Linked DNA regions of Mus musculus: regions 1 and 2 are each linked to region 3. A link is a contact called in public promoter capture Hi-C data. All regions are on one chromosome and are shown on one strand. Each heading gives the region's core, a stretch centred on a gene start, on an enhancer-like site or on the middle of the called end of the contact. The rest is flanking DNA. Distances are from core to core; before and after follow the strand shown.

Region 1 (4,037 bases), core at 1,401-3,900, 520 kb after region 3:
TGTGCGCCATCACCACCCGGCTCCCCTGGATCTCTTTAGCTTGGGCTGGGCTTGAGCTTTTGATCCTCCTGCTTCACCCTCCCGAGTTCTGTGACGACGATGGGTTTGTGTTACCAAACCCAGTTTAGAGTTTCTTTGACTCTCTGCTTTTCCCTTCCCTCCTGGTATTGCCCACCCCTGCCCCTTTCTCCGTTACATTTTGGTTGCCTGTGGGTCCCGGGGAATCAGACTCAGTCCCTCAGGCATGCTGATGGGTCTCCTTACCCAGTAAGTCATCTCAGTCCTCTCTTTATAATCATAACTCTCTTGACAGCTCTCAGTCTCCGGTTCTTTTTTTTAATGAGACAGGGTCTCATAATGTAGGCCAGGCAGGCCTTGAACTCAGAGATCTGCATGTCCCTGCCTCCTGAGTGCTAGGATTAAAGGTGTGTGCCACCACCCTTGTCCCTCATTCCTCATTTCATCATCATCATCTTATGACAAGGTCTTATAGGTCAGACTGGCCTTAAACTTGCTACATAGACAAGGATGGCCTTGGAGTCCTGATTCTTCTTCCTTTATCTCCCAAGTGCTGGGATTGCAGGGTTTCTGTGCTGCTGGGGAAGAAATAAACCCAGGGAGTCCTGCATGCTAGGCAAGCATCCTGCAACTGAGTACAACCCCAGCTCCATCTTTTCTCTCCAGCAGCTCAGTATCTCTTTTCTGCATTGTTCAGTTTTTTTGGCTAACTCTACTAAAAAGTAAAAAAAAAAAATGTATTCTTGGTTTCCTCTGCTCTCCTGCCTTCGTGCTGGCTGCTCTACCCGGGGCAGTTGTCTCGTCCCCACACTGTGTCTGATGCAAGGTGGCAGTGTTAGGCAAGCTTCATGTCACCACACAGAGACAATGAGGGGTCATCACTCTTAGATCACCCCAGAAGCCCTTGGGTGCCACACCATTAAACCCGCATTTCATCTGAGGGCTGGGAGCTATGGACATCGTTGGTGAAGTGCTTGCCAGCAAACCTGGAGGCCCGAGTCTGATCCCTGTAACCCACTTGGTGACTAGACTGGTTCTGTCATGTTTGCTTGTTGTTGTTTTGCTTTTTTGCTTTTTTTTTTTTGCTTTTTTTTTTTTAAGACAGGGTTTCTCTGTGTCACCCTGGCTGTCCCGGGACTCACTCTCTAGACCAGACTGGCCTCAGACTCAGAGACTCATCTGCCTCTGCCTCTTGAGAACTGGGATTAAAGGTGTGCACCACCCCTGCCCATTGTGACTCAGCCCTAAATACCATTGTTTGGTGAGCTGGAGACTGTAGAGAGCTGAGCCAACCTGGCAAGCTCCAGGACCTGATCAGAGTCCCTGCCTCAAGACAGGATGGGCTGGAGCTACGGTCACATACATTTAACTAGGGAGGCAGAGACAGAAGGCTCTCTGAGATCAAGGCCGTTGGCTTTGTCTACACAGTGAGTTGCAGTATAGCCAGGGCTACATAGTAAGACCCTGTCTCAGAACAAACAAACAAACAAACAAAAAAAAAACGGGTGGAAGTCACCCGAGGAATGACATCTGAGTTTGACCTCCACAGACACGCACAGATGCACATACATGCCGTCACGTGGTGTGTGCACATGTCAACACACGTAGAGAGATCTTATCTGAGCCAGGTGTGGTGGCACACGTGCCTGTCACTCTCTCTGGTGCAGGCTCTGAGGCAGGAAGATCCTAACTTCACGCACTGGGCTATAGAGTGTGTTTGAGGTCAGTGGGCAACTTAGACCCTGTCTTAAGCCCTCTCCCCTCCAAAAAAGGAAGGAAGGAAGGAAGGAAGGAAGGAAGGAAGGAAGGAAGGAAGGAAACAAACCCATGTCCTGGCCCAGACTTATCCATACGACATTTGAGACTCACCCATTGATCAGTGACCTCTGCAAGCCTCTCCATCTCACTGGCCTCTAGCAGCGGGAACAGGCTGTTATCCTGTCTTCCTCAAACTAAGGACTCAGCTGCCTCTCCATGGTCTGCAGAGAAAAGCATGACACCAAAATACCAGGACACGTCCCCCCTCCCCCCCTGTGCACAACCAGCCCTGAATTCCATGCTCACCTTGGGGAAGGTCAGCAGGGATGTGTGCCTTGAGCATTTTCAATGGCTGGCACGAGACTGCCCTTCAGCCGCTGACTGTGTAGAGCACAGTAGTCACTGCCCAGGTTGAGGGTATTCCAGCTGTGGCTGGGTCGGTTGTAGCAGCGGCAGCAACCAGCTGACTGATACTCCTAAAGAGTAATAAGCCTTAGGGCTCCTGTCTGAGGGAAGCGTGTTGGAGTGTTGTAGTTGTGGTTCTGAGGGAAGAAGGTTAAGGAGGACCTCTGGGTCTGAGGGAGGAAGGTTAGGGAGGACCTCTGGGTCGGAGGGAGGAGGTCTGGAGCTCTGGGTTTGATAGAGAAGTTCATGGGCCATTACTCCTGAGTCTGAGGGAGGAGGGTCAAGGAGCCCGGTTCCCAGGGTCTGAGGGAGGAGATCTGAGGTCTGGGCTGATGAATTCTAGGAGAAACAGGACCTATTCTTTTCTAACTCTTGTCAGTTTTTGTGCCCCCTCACCCCAAGCCAGGAGTGTTCCCTTACCTGCTCGCTGTCCCTGGTCGTTGTCCCGTCTAAGCTGTCTACAAGCTGCGGCCAAAGTTCTCTAGTAGGGAGGCACGCCTCTGTCGACTTTGCCCTGCATGGTGGATGGTGGAGGGGCTGGAGCTGACTTTAGTTTTCTAGGGATAGGCATCCCGGTGGGGACTTGGGCAGAGCACAGGCTGTCTAGAATGCACTGAGACTGTGACAGAGCCAACCTCAGGGGCCTCCCAAGCCAGACAGGTGCCAGGACCTCTGCTCTTTCTGGCTCTTGCCCTGGTCACATTTATTTCTCTCTCCACCCTAGGTCTGGGCCCGAAAGCTTCTGCCTGTTCCCTGGCTTCTATGTGGGTCCAAAAGATGTGTGTCCTCCATATTCAAGGTAAAAGGAGAACCCTGGGTCTAAGGGAAAAGCCCGGTGTGTGCCCCCGTGTTTGAGGGAGGACAGGATCTATCTGCATGTAGGCATCTCTCAGAGGTCGTCTAGCTGTCTGCTCCTGGGTGCTGTGAAGAGCTAACACTGTATTTCTTGGGTACCTGCTTCTTTTTTTGGGCCCCATGGAAGCTGTAGTCTCTCAGGTTGGCGACGTCAGGCCCCTGAGGTGCTGTTTTTTTGTTTTGTTTTGTTTTGTTTTGTTTTGTTTCTTGTTGTTTTGTTTTATTTCTTTCTCTCAGGCTGCAGACCTCCAGATTCAGATGACCAAAGAACCACAGAAGAAGCCAGCCCCTAGCCAGGCACTGCTGTTTGGGAAGACCTTCACAGACCACATGCTGATGGTGGAGTGGAATAACAAGGCTGGATGGGGCCCACCAAGGATCCAGCCCTTCCAGAACCTCACGCTACACCCAGCCTGCTCTGGTCTGCACTACTCTCTGCAGGTAGGACTAGCTGCTTCCGTCCCCACCCTGCTGCGTGAGTCCACTCTGCTTTTTCCTGACTGGGTTCAGCCGTCTGGGTGCTTCGCACATTTCTTCCTCTGTCATCTCTTCCTGAGATCACCTGTGTTCTGGGACACAGAGGAGGTGACAGTCAGTTCCTGCTTTGTTGGGACTCTGCTCTGAAAGAGAGTGGGGTTCTCCCAGCAAAGATTAGAAACATAGAGGGGGCATCTTACACCGATAGGAGAGCTAGTTCAGCAGACCTGTGGGGTCTCAGTGTGGCAGAGGATGGCTTAGGATGACAACAGGGCCACAGAGGAGATGAGAAGTCTGAACAGGAACAGGCCAGCCTGGATACAGTCAGAGCTCTCTCAGGCCCCGTGGGAGGTGATGCAATTACAACACTCAGGAGGTTGAGGCAGGAGGACTGCACAGTTTTGAGTCTAGCCAGGACTCCAGAGTGAGACCTTTAGCTGGAGTCTTAGGGCCTAGCAATGATTTTCCTGTGACAATCCTTAGGGAGTCTTGTCGTCTTCATTGCTGCAGCATGACATGACATT
Region 2 (3,913 bases), core at 717-3,216, 650 kb after region 3:
GCAGCTTGGTCACGAGCGCCTGGTCAGAATCTCCCGGTGAGGGGCTGGGGGCCTGGTGCAGTGGTACCTGCCTAGCATGTCCGAAGCCTTACATTCAGTCTCCATACGACAACAGACATAACTAAGTCCCTGTGCATTATCTGGGACCCCCTTTTACGCTGACTTGATGTCTGCGCAGATGATGCCTACTTTCTTCAAGACCTGAGCCTGGAGCTCCTGTTCCCAGAATCCTTCGGCTTCATCACCTATCAGGGATCTCTCAGCACTCCTCCGTGCTCTGAGACTGTCACCTGGATCCTCATCGACAGGGCTCTCAATATTACCTCCCTCCAGGTGACTGACACCCCCACCCCCCCCCACCCCCGTGTGTGCATGCTACTCCTGTCCTGAGCACCACCCCGGTCCACTCACCCGTGGTTTCTCTTGAGGCAGATGCACTCCCTGAGACTCCTGAGCCAGAATCCCCCCTCCCAGATCTTCCAGAGCCTCAGTGGTAATGGCCGGCCCTTGCAGCCCCTGGCCCACAGAGCCTTGAGGGGCAACAGGGACCCCCGGCATCCCGAGAGGCGCTGCCGAGGCCCCAACTACCGCCTGCATGGTATGCTTAGTGTGTCCCCTCCTTCTCCACGTCCTGATAGTCTGCACTTATTCCCAGTGGTTGTCTCAGTGTGATACATCCCTTGTCCTTTCTCACCTCTCCATATGGAACAGCCTGCTGCAGCCCACCCCTCTTTGCAGCTTAGTCTAAGGCCTGACACCCTGTTTTCCTTGTGGTACAATTACATACTGGTCCATGCCCTCTGCCTACTGTTACTTGCCAAGATGGTACGGTCCAGGTCACCTGTTTACAAATGGTATGACCCTACTTAGAGCTGTAGTCTTTCTGCTATTCCCTTTCTGAGAATCAGCGTGGTACAATCCCTCTGTCTTTCTTACTGCCACTGTGGCTCGGCCCCGGGAAATCGGTTAGTTTCTTGTCTGGTTTCTCAACATGGTACAGCCCAGAAGACCATATCCTCTCCATGTACCTTTATGCAAACCAGCCTATTCTGCACGTCCCATGTGGCCTTCTTCCCTCCCTACATGGTCTGGTCCAGGAGCTGATCATTCCCCCAACTTGGTATATTCCATTCCCCCTTAGCAGCCTGACTAGTAGAGTCCTATGTGCTCAGCTCCCACACCCCTCAAGCCGGTGCTTCCCTTTGCAGTGGACGGTGGTCCTCACGGTCGCTGAGACTCCCCAACGAGGATTACGCCCGCCTGTTCTGAGTTTCCTCACCAGGGGAGGGGATTCACCCCAAAACAAAGCTATTAAAAGGACTGAATGTTTCCGGTTTCTCGGTGGTTTATCAGTCGCGATTGAGGAACATCTAGATATTAAAAAAAAAAAATCCTTCCCGAAGCCCACTTCTTTCTGCCTTAATCTGCTCTAATTGATGTTCTGCTTTTTTTCCTCAATGAGTCTGTGAACACTCGGCTCCTTTAAGAGGTACCCCTCTTGCCCCACACCCGCATCCGATAGCACGCGCAAAGCCATGTGCTTCCCCCTTCTTCCTGCCTCATTGGCCCGAAGTGGGTCACGGTCCCGCCTCCAGCGCCTCCTCCCATTGGCCAAATATAGGTCAGTGTCCCGCCTTCTTCCAAAAGGCGAGGCAACTACACAAGTTCAGCCCCTCACGCGCCTCCAGGGTCTTGGCATATCCCTTCATCTCATTGGCTGAGCGTCTCAAGGGCTCGAGACGTGATTGGTTCTTGCCAGAAGCCGGAGGAAGGCACGCGGCTGGGGTGCATGGCCCAAGTGGAGGGAGGGGGCCCGGAGGAGGGGCGCGCGCTCTGGCGTCCGGTGTTTTGGTTTAGATTTTTTTTTTTCCGCGAAAGAAGTTTGCTTTGGCCACGCCTCAAGGCTGCCACCTCCTCCTGCCCCCTCCTCCGCCCCTGGGTGCACACCTCTGGGTGCAGATTGCAAAGCTCCTTTCTTTGCGAGAAGTGCAAAATTGGCTAGAGCCAGAGACTCGCCCACTTGGTACAGAAGGAGCGCGCGCCTGTGTCCCTTGGGGACCCACAGTTGCAAAGAGACAGCTGCTTGATTTGGTCACCCACTCGCCCAGACTATAGGAGCCTCCCGGGACAGTCTTTGAGTTGCACCTTTCTGCAGAACTGACTGGTTGAACCCCCGCAGCGCTCTTAGGATTTGAAGCGTCCTGATCCTGGAGGCTTGCACGCCGCGCTCTCCCGACTCTGGGACACATTCGCCCGAACCACTGGAGTGTGCGGGTGACTGACATATCATCTCATCTCTTCGACTCTCCATGAGCTCATGAACCTGGGAGCAGGTCCACGGCAATGGCGCGGCCTCTGAGCGACAGGACCCCGGGCCCCCTGCTGCTGGGTGGCCCGGCTGGGGCCCCCCCTGGCGGGGGAGCGCTGCTTGGGCTGAGGAGCCTTCTGCAGGGAAACAGCAAGCCCAAAGAACCGGCCAGCTGTGAGTTCTAGTCCCACTGTGTTAGGGACTCAACTGTTGGGGTGGTGGTCCACGGCACCTATCAGCTAGGTGTCCCATCTTTGCTAGTCTTCATTAGGTCACTTAGGTCTTCCAGTCCATCAGCCTCCAGGACCAAATCTGACGCCTGGAGGGCCTAAGGGTCAAGTCCCTGGAGTGTTCCTACTTGAGGACAGAGTTTAGGTGCCAGACCCCTCTTTCTTTCCTTTGGCCTCAGAGTCTGGACCCCTGGAGTCCTAGGGGAAGGGAGGGGGTGTGTCGGATGCTCACACGGTGCAGACACGGGCTTGGGCGGGGCCTCGCAGGGTCACATGGAAACTAGGGATGAGGAATGTGCCTGAGCAGTGGAGCCCCTTCCAGCCCCAACAGACTGTGGGGGAGGGGATGAGGGTGCTGGGGGTGGGAGAATTACTGAGCTGTCACTTTTTCTTTCTCACCTGCCCAACCTTTCACCCACCCTGTCACTAAACCCTTCTTTCTAAACTTCCATCCTCGTTCTCTGGGTCGCTTGTGCTTGTGTTTCTTAATCCCCTCCCGGGCCCCTAACCCTATCCTTCTGTATACTTTTGCCTTTTCCCCCTCTCCGGGTCCCCGTCTCCCTGACCCTCTATTGCTGGGGCCTTGTTCTCTTTTCTCTCTGGGTCTCCCCAAGCCCCGTCTTTATCCCTCTCTTCTTTTTCTGGGTTCTCTCCCTGCCTGTACCCACCTCCCTGGGTCTTTGCCCTACGGCTCCCGTCTCCTCACTTCTCTGTATCTCCGCCATATCTCTAACTTGGGGTCCCTCCTGTGTCCCTCCACCCCATCCGGTCTCTCCCTGGCCTACAGGTCTCCTGAAGGAAAAGGAGCGCAAGGCAACTCTGCCCTCAGCCCCCGTCCCGGGACCCGGCCTGGAAACGGCGGGCCCAGCCGATGCCCCGAGTGGGGCCGTTAGTGGCGGTGGGTCCCCTCGGGGGCGCTCAGGGCCTGTGGCTGGCCCGAGTCTTTTTGCGCCGCTGCTGTGGGAACGCACTTTGCCTTTCGGGGACGTGGAATACGTGGACCTGGACGCCTTCTTGCTGGAGCACGGGCTACCGCCGAGCCCGCCGCCCCCCGGGGGCCTGTCGCCGGCACCCTCTCCAGCGCGCACTCCCGCGCCCTCCCCCGGGCCCGGCTCTTGCAGCTCCTCTTCCCCCCGCTCCTCGCCCGGGCACGCCCCCGCGCGGGCCACTCTGGGAGCCGCCGGCGGCCACCGCGCAGGTGCGGCGAAGGGGCGGGGCTGTCGGGCAGGGCGGGGCCTCGCGACACTTTTGGAAGTCTGCCCAATGAGATGCTGCGATCCTTTAGGGGACTTGGGTCCCCAAATGCGAAAGGATTATTCACTGAGAGGCAGTATTCTTCTCTAAGACAAGTTTCCTCATGTTCTTGGAGCCAAGA
Region 3 (3,982 bases), core at 197-2,696:
GGAGTTCAATTCACCCGTGCAAAAGAAAAGGTCCCGAGTGTGAAGTCCCACTCTAAAAATTTATACACGCTGGGGAAAGCTAAGTGTGGAGGGGGAGGAGGGTGAAGGGCAGGTGAAGAGTGAGGACACAGATTAAACTACAAGAGGCAGGTTCACGGGTGAACACGCGGCTAGCCACGCGTGCACAGGGCCCACGCTCACACACACAAACACAAACGGGGAAGAGACACGACTCTGTTCCAGAAAGGGCCCAAATCCGTGGCCTTGCACCAGAGGGCAAACAGCGCGCCATCAACCAGGATTCACAGCTTTGAGCAAGGTGGGGAGCAGAAGGGGGCGTGTCCCTAATCTCAGGACCCCCCCAAACACACAGAATTCTAGTTTAAGAAGGGGGCGGGGCCCCTTGCCCACTCTGCGCGGGGAATTTCTTGGAGGGGGGAGGGACCGAGTGGCCCGGCCTCCTGCAGCCCCGGAACAATAGGACCTGGGAGGGGGTGCAGCCCCCCAGGTCTGCGAGCTGATTCTCTTTTCCTCCCACCTTTGCAGTTGCAGAGCCAGGGGCGCCCGGGGGGAGGGGTCAGCACGCCGGGAATCCAAAGATGGGGGGCAAGTCCAGGCCTTGCTTCGCCAACCCTTCCCATCTTCCCAAGGCCTTCCCGGTTCGAATTTGTTTTTGCGCCTTGCCTGCTTCGTTTCTCTCTTTTGCAAGCAGGAGCTGGCTTTGGCGGAGTTTGCAATTTGCAAACTGGGGCGGCGGCGTTGTTACAAACCCAAAGAAGGCCGCTCCCTTGCAAAAATCGGAGGGGGAGTTGGCGATGCACGCGTTGCCGAGCGGGCCCCAGGCCCAGGCCAGGCAGGAATCCCCCCACCTCTTGGCCCATTTCTCTAGGTCCCCCTCAGCTCCTTACCTAGCTTTCGCTGACCTCTCGTAACTCCATCCCGCCCCGGCGCCGAGCGGGTCCCCGAAGCCGGCGCTGGGGTAGTTCCTGTCCATGAATTGGCCGCGGTGGAAATTGGGGGGAGGGGGAGGGAGGGGGAAAGGAGGGGGAGCGCGCGCGCTCTCCTCCGCCGCCGCTCCCTCCGCTGCTTTTTTTCCTCCCTTTCTCTTTTTTTTTCTTTGCGGCCACCGAAGGCCCGGGAAGGCCCCGGGCGGGGGAGGGAGGGGGCAGGGACGGAGGGGCGGGCAAAGGAGGGGTGCAGCCGCTGAGCCAAGGAGGGGGGGTTCCCCCTGGAGGAGGGAAAGGGGGGAGGAGGGACCCCGCTGTCTCCGCCTTTGCCCCGGCGCTTGCAAGAGAGAAGGGGACGCGCGCTCCGGAGGGGGCGTCCCGGACGGCCCCGGAGTGGGTGCGGGCGCTGGGTGCTCGCTCTTTCGCCTCCGCCGCCGCCACCTCCTCCTCCTCTGCGCTCACGGTGCAGCCATCTTTGCACAAGGCGGCAGGGGGAGGGGGGAGGGGAAGGGGGGCGGGCGGCGGGGTGTCTGGCTGCGCTCCGCTTCCTCCCACAATCCCGTGCAAATGTAAAAAAAAAAAAAAAAGAGAGAGAGAGAGCGCGAGCGAGCACTAGCGGAGCCTGGGAGGCGGGGGGGGGGGGTAAGCGAGTGAGCGCGAGCGCACCAGCGGAGCCTGGGGGTGTAGGGCACAGCGCCTGTACACAGAGATTCAGTTCCACCGCGCGCAAATGCGCCCAGAAAGGGGGCTCAGTTCTTTTGCATTTTTATTTTTTTCTCATTGTTTCAATTTTTTATTTCTTCCATCCCCCCTTCCTTTCCCAAAGGGTTTTTAAGCAGAGGGCAGCTCAGATCAACTCCATTTACCCGGGTGCAACACAAGCGTGACACCCCGCTTACAGCACATTGCAAATGCGCCCCCCACCTTTATACTGGATTACAAACCGCCCATGTGCCCGACTGGGGAAATACACGAAGTCAGGCGTGTGCAAGGGCCTGGTTCCCTGCGCGTACGTGCCCCGCGGCACCAGTGGAGTGACAGCCGAGTCACGTCTGATCCGAGTTTCCTAAAAGGTCTGCCCATTCTGAGGCAGGGCCACTGCTCAGACGAAGTGTGGGGGGGGGTCACTGGAGGGCCGGGGGCACCAACTCGGCAACAGGATGGTCAGGGACGTGCGTGTATGCGTGCCCGGCGGAAACACGTGTGTCATGGTAGACCTCGGGTCCGACGACCCTGACTCCCCCACGGACACACTGAAGCCCAGTCGTCGAAGAAGCTGGCGACTTCCGGAATCCGCTATGAATCAGGGGCACAGTTCAGGGAGCCCGCGCTGCAAGCAGGTCTTCAGTGAGGCCTTCTGAGGCTATCGGGGATGGGGGTTGGGAGTGCAGAGTCAAACATCCCAGCCGCCCCCTCCACCGAGCCTACACCGACCCGCCCTTGGTGCCTCAGCCAATCCTCAATCCTGTAGGCACAAGCCCCACCTTCCTCAAAAGCTGCACTCTTGCAAGGCTGATCCACGCCCCTATAGACAATTGCGTAGGGTCCGCCCTCCCCTGCAAGCTCCGCCCTATGTAGGTTTTCCTAAGCACCAAGCCCTGCCCTTGGGGACACGCCCCTCCCACGCGTTGCCTCTCCCCCCCCCTCCCTCTGGCACCACCCAGGCAGAAGCCCCGCCTCATACCTGGAGTAAGGGGGCGGAGGTGCGTCGTGCACCCCGGAGGCTGCTAAAGCCTGCTCATAGGTGGGAAGGCCTGGGGGCAAGGGTGGAGATTGAGGCGTCTGAGGACTCAAGGGGATGATGAGCCCGGTCCTGGAAACAGAAAAAGTGTGGTTAGTATAAAACCTACATTATAGTTGGAGACAAGGGGGTCAGCGGTTAAAACACTTGCTGAACTTGCTGAGGACCCAGGTTCCAATTCCAGCACCCACATGGCTGCTCACAACCATCTGTAACTCCAGTCCTGGAGGAGCCGACACCCTCTTCTGATCTTTGACGGCACCAGGCACATAAAAGAAAACTTTAAAAGAAACGAATAAAAAGAAACCTACAGTCGGGAGGTGTTGGCACACACGCCTTTAATCCCAGCATTTGGGAGGCAGAGGCATGGGGATTTCTGAGTTCGAGGCCAGCCTGGTCTACAGAGTGAGTTCCAGGACAGCCAGGGCTACACAGAGAAACCCTGTCTCATAAAAAAACAAAACAAAAACACACAAAAAAAGAAAGAAACCTACAAGACCTTCAGAGGTGTAAGAGAGATGGCCCAGAAAAGTGCCTCAAAGGACACCCTGATGGACATGGACATGAACCTGGATGTGTACTCTCATCCACAGAAACAGGTGCCCCAGGGTAACAGAGAAACATCAGGACAGACAACAAGAACAGACAAGACCAAGCTCAGGAGGTCCACACAGACACGAACACAACACAGAAACATTTAGTCCCAAAATTTCCCAAACCCAGTCTCTACCCCCCCCCCCCCCCCCGCAAGGTCTCCTGGGCTGGCTTTAGAACTTGGAACAGTCCTTCTGCCCAGCCTCCCAAGCACTGGGACTGCATGTGTGAGCTGCATGCCCAGCTTCCAAACCCATTCTCTTAATATTGTATTTTGATATTTAAATTGCAGTTATATATTCTCTGTGTGTGCACATATCCCCACACACAAATAAAAGAGGACAACACAAGTGAGTGTGTCTCCTTTCACTATGTGGGTCCCTATGTGGTTGTCAAGTTTGGGAGCAATCTGTTTGTTTTGTTTTAATCTGGTTTTTCGAGACAGGGTTTCTCTGTGTAGACCTGGCTATCCTGGAACTCACTCTGTAGACCAGGCTAGCCTCGAACTCAGAAATCCACCTGCCTCTTCCTCCCAAGAGCTCGGATTAAAGGCACATGCCACCACTGCCCCTGGCCCCACTAAGCAATCTTAATGGGCCTTCCCCTACTCAGGACCCAGGGCACTCTAGGTCCATCCTTTCATGGGTAGTCTTTACATGGGCAGTCCACTACCCATCTACACCCTCACTGTTCTTTCTAC

What was found. Promoter capture Hi-C pulls out the DNA fragments that hold promoters and counts their contacts. Capture Hi-C pulls out chosen DNA fragments and counts their contacts.
Region 1: a contact with region 3 is called in a promoter capture Hi-C map of liver. The contact joins the promoter of 0610005C13Rik here to the promoter of Prr12 in region 3. A contact is called at or near these places in 3 of 39 promoter capture datasets (cranial neural crest, liver and pre-B cells), 1 of 484 Hi-C or Micro-C datasets (embryonic stem cells), 2 of 115 datasets of contacts at active chromatin or transcription factors (astrocytes and pancreatic cancer cells) and 3 of 9 other capture datasets (adipose tissue, liver and pancreatic islet).
Region 2: a contact with region 3 is called in a promoter capture Hi-C map of liver, with 4 times the contacts expected there. The contact joins the promoter of Dbp here to the promoter of Prr12 in region 3. A contact is called at or near these places in 10 of 39 promoter capture datasets (the HPC-7 cell line, cranial neural crest, embryonic stem cells and 5 more), 7 of 484 Hi-C or Micro-C datasets (CD4 T cells, CD8 T cells, embryonic stem cells and 2 more), 8 of 115 datasets of contacts at active chromatin or transcription factors (astrocytes, bone marrow-derived macrophages, embryonic forebrain and 4 more) and 3 of 9 other capture datasets (adipose tissue, liver and pancreatic islet).

Annotation. Positions count from the first base shown.
Region 1 is chr7:45,572,526-45,576,562 of GRCm38.p6, forward strand. It overlaps 0610005C13Rik (RIKEN cDNA 0610005C13 gene), which reads right to left and starts at 2,651. Exons shown (of 5, transcript NR_038166.1): 1 at 2,602-2,651; 2 at 2,083-2,252; 3 at 1,888-1,997. It overlaps Bcat2 (branched chain aminotransferase 2, mitochondrial), which reads left to right. Exons shown (of 11, transcript NM_009737.3): 2 at 2,906-2,980; 3 at 3,274-3,477.
Region 2 is chr7:45,703,281-45,707,193 of GRCm38.p6, forward strand. Dbp (D site albumin promoter binding protein) reads left to right here and starts at 1,967. Exons shown (of 4, transcript NM_016974.3): 1 at 1,967-2,482; 2 at 3,326-3,736. The coding sequence starts at 2,344. It overlaps Car11 (carbonic anhydrase 11), which reads left to right. Exons shown (of 9, transcript NM_009800.4): 7 at 179-333; 8 at 433-598; 9 at 1,209-1,391. The coding sequence ends at 1,234.
Region 3 is chr7:45,051,888-45,055,869 of GRCm38.p6, forward strand. Prr12 (proline rich 12) reads right to left here and starts at 1,447. Exons shown (of 14, transcript NM_175022.3): 1 at 909-1,447. The coding sequence starts at 994. Prrg2 (proline-rich Gla (G-carboxyglutamic acid) polypeptide 2) reads right to left here. Exons shown (of 7, transcript NM_022999.1): 6 at 2,632-2,760; 7 at 1,717-2,310. The coding sequence ends at 2,292.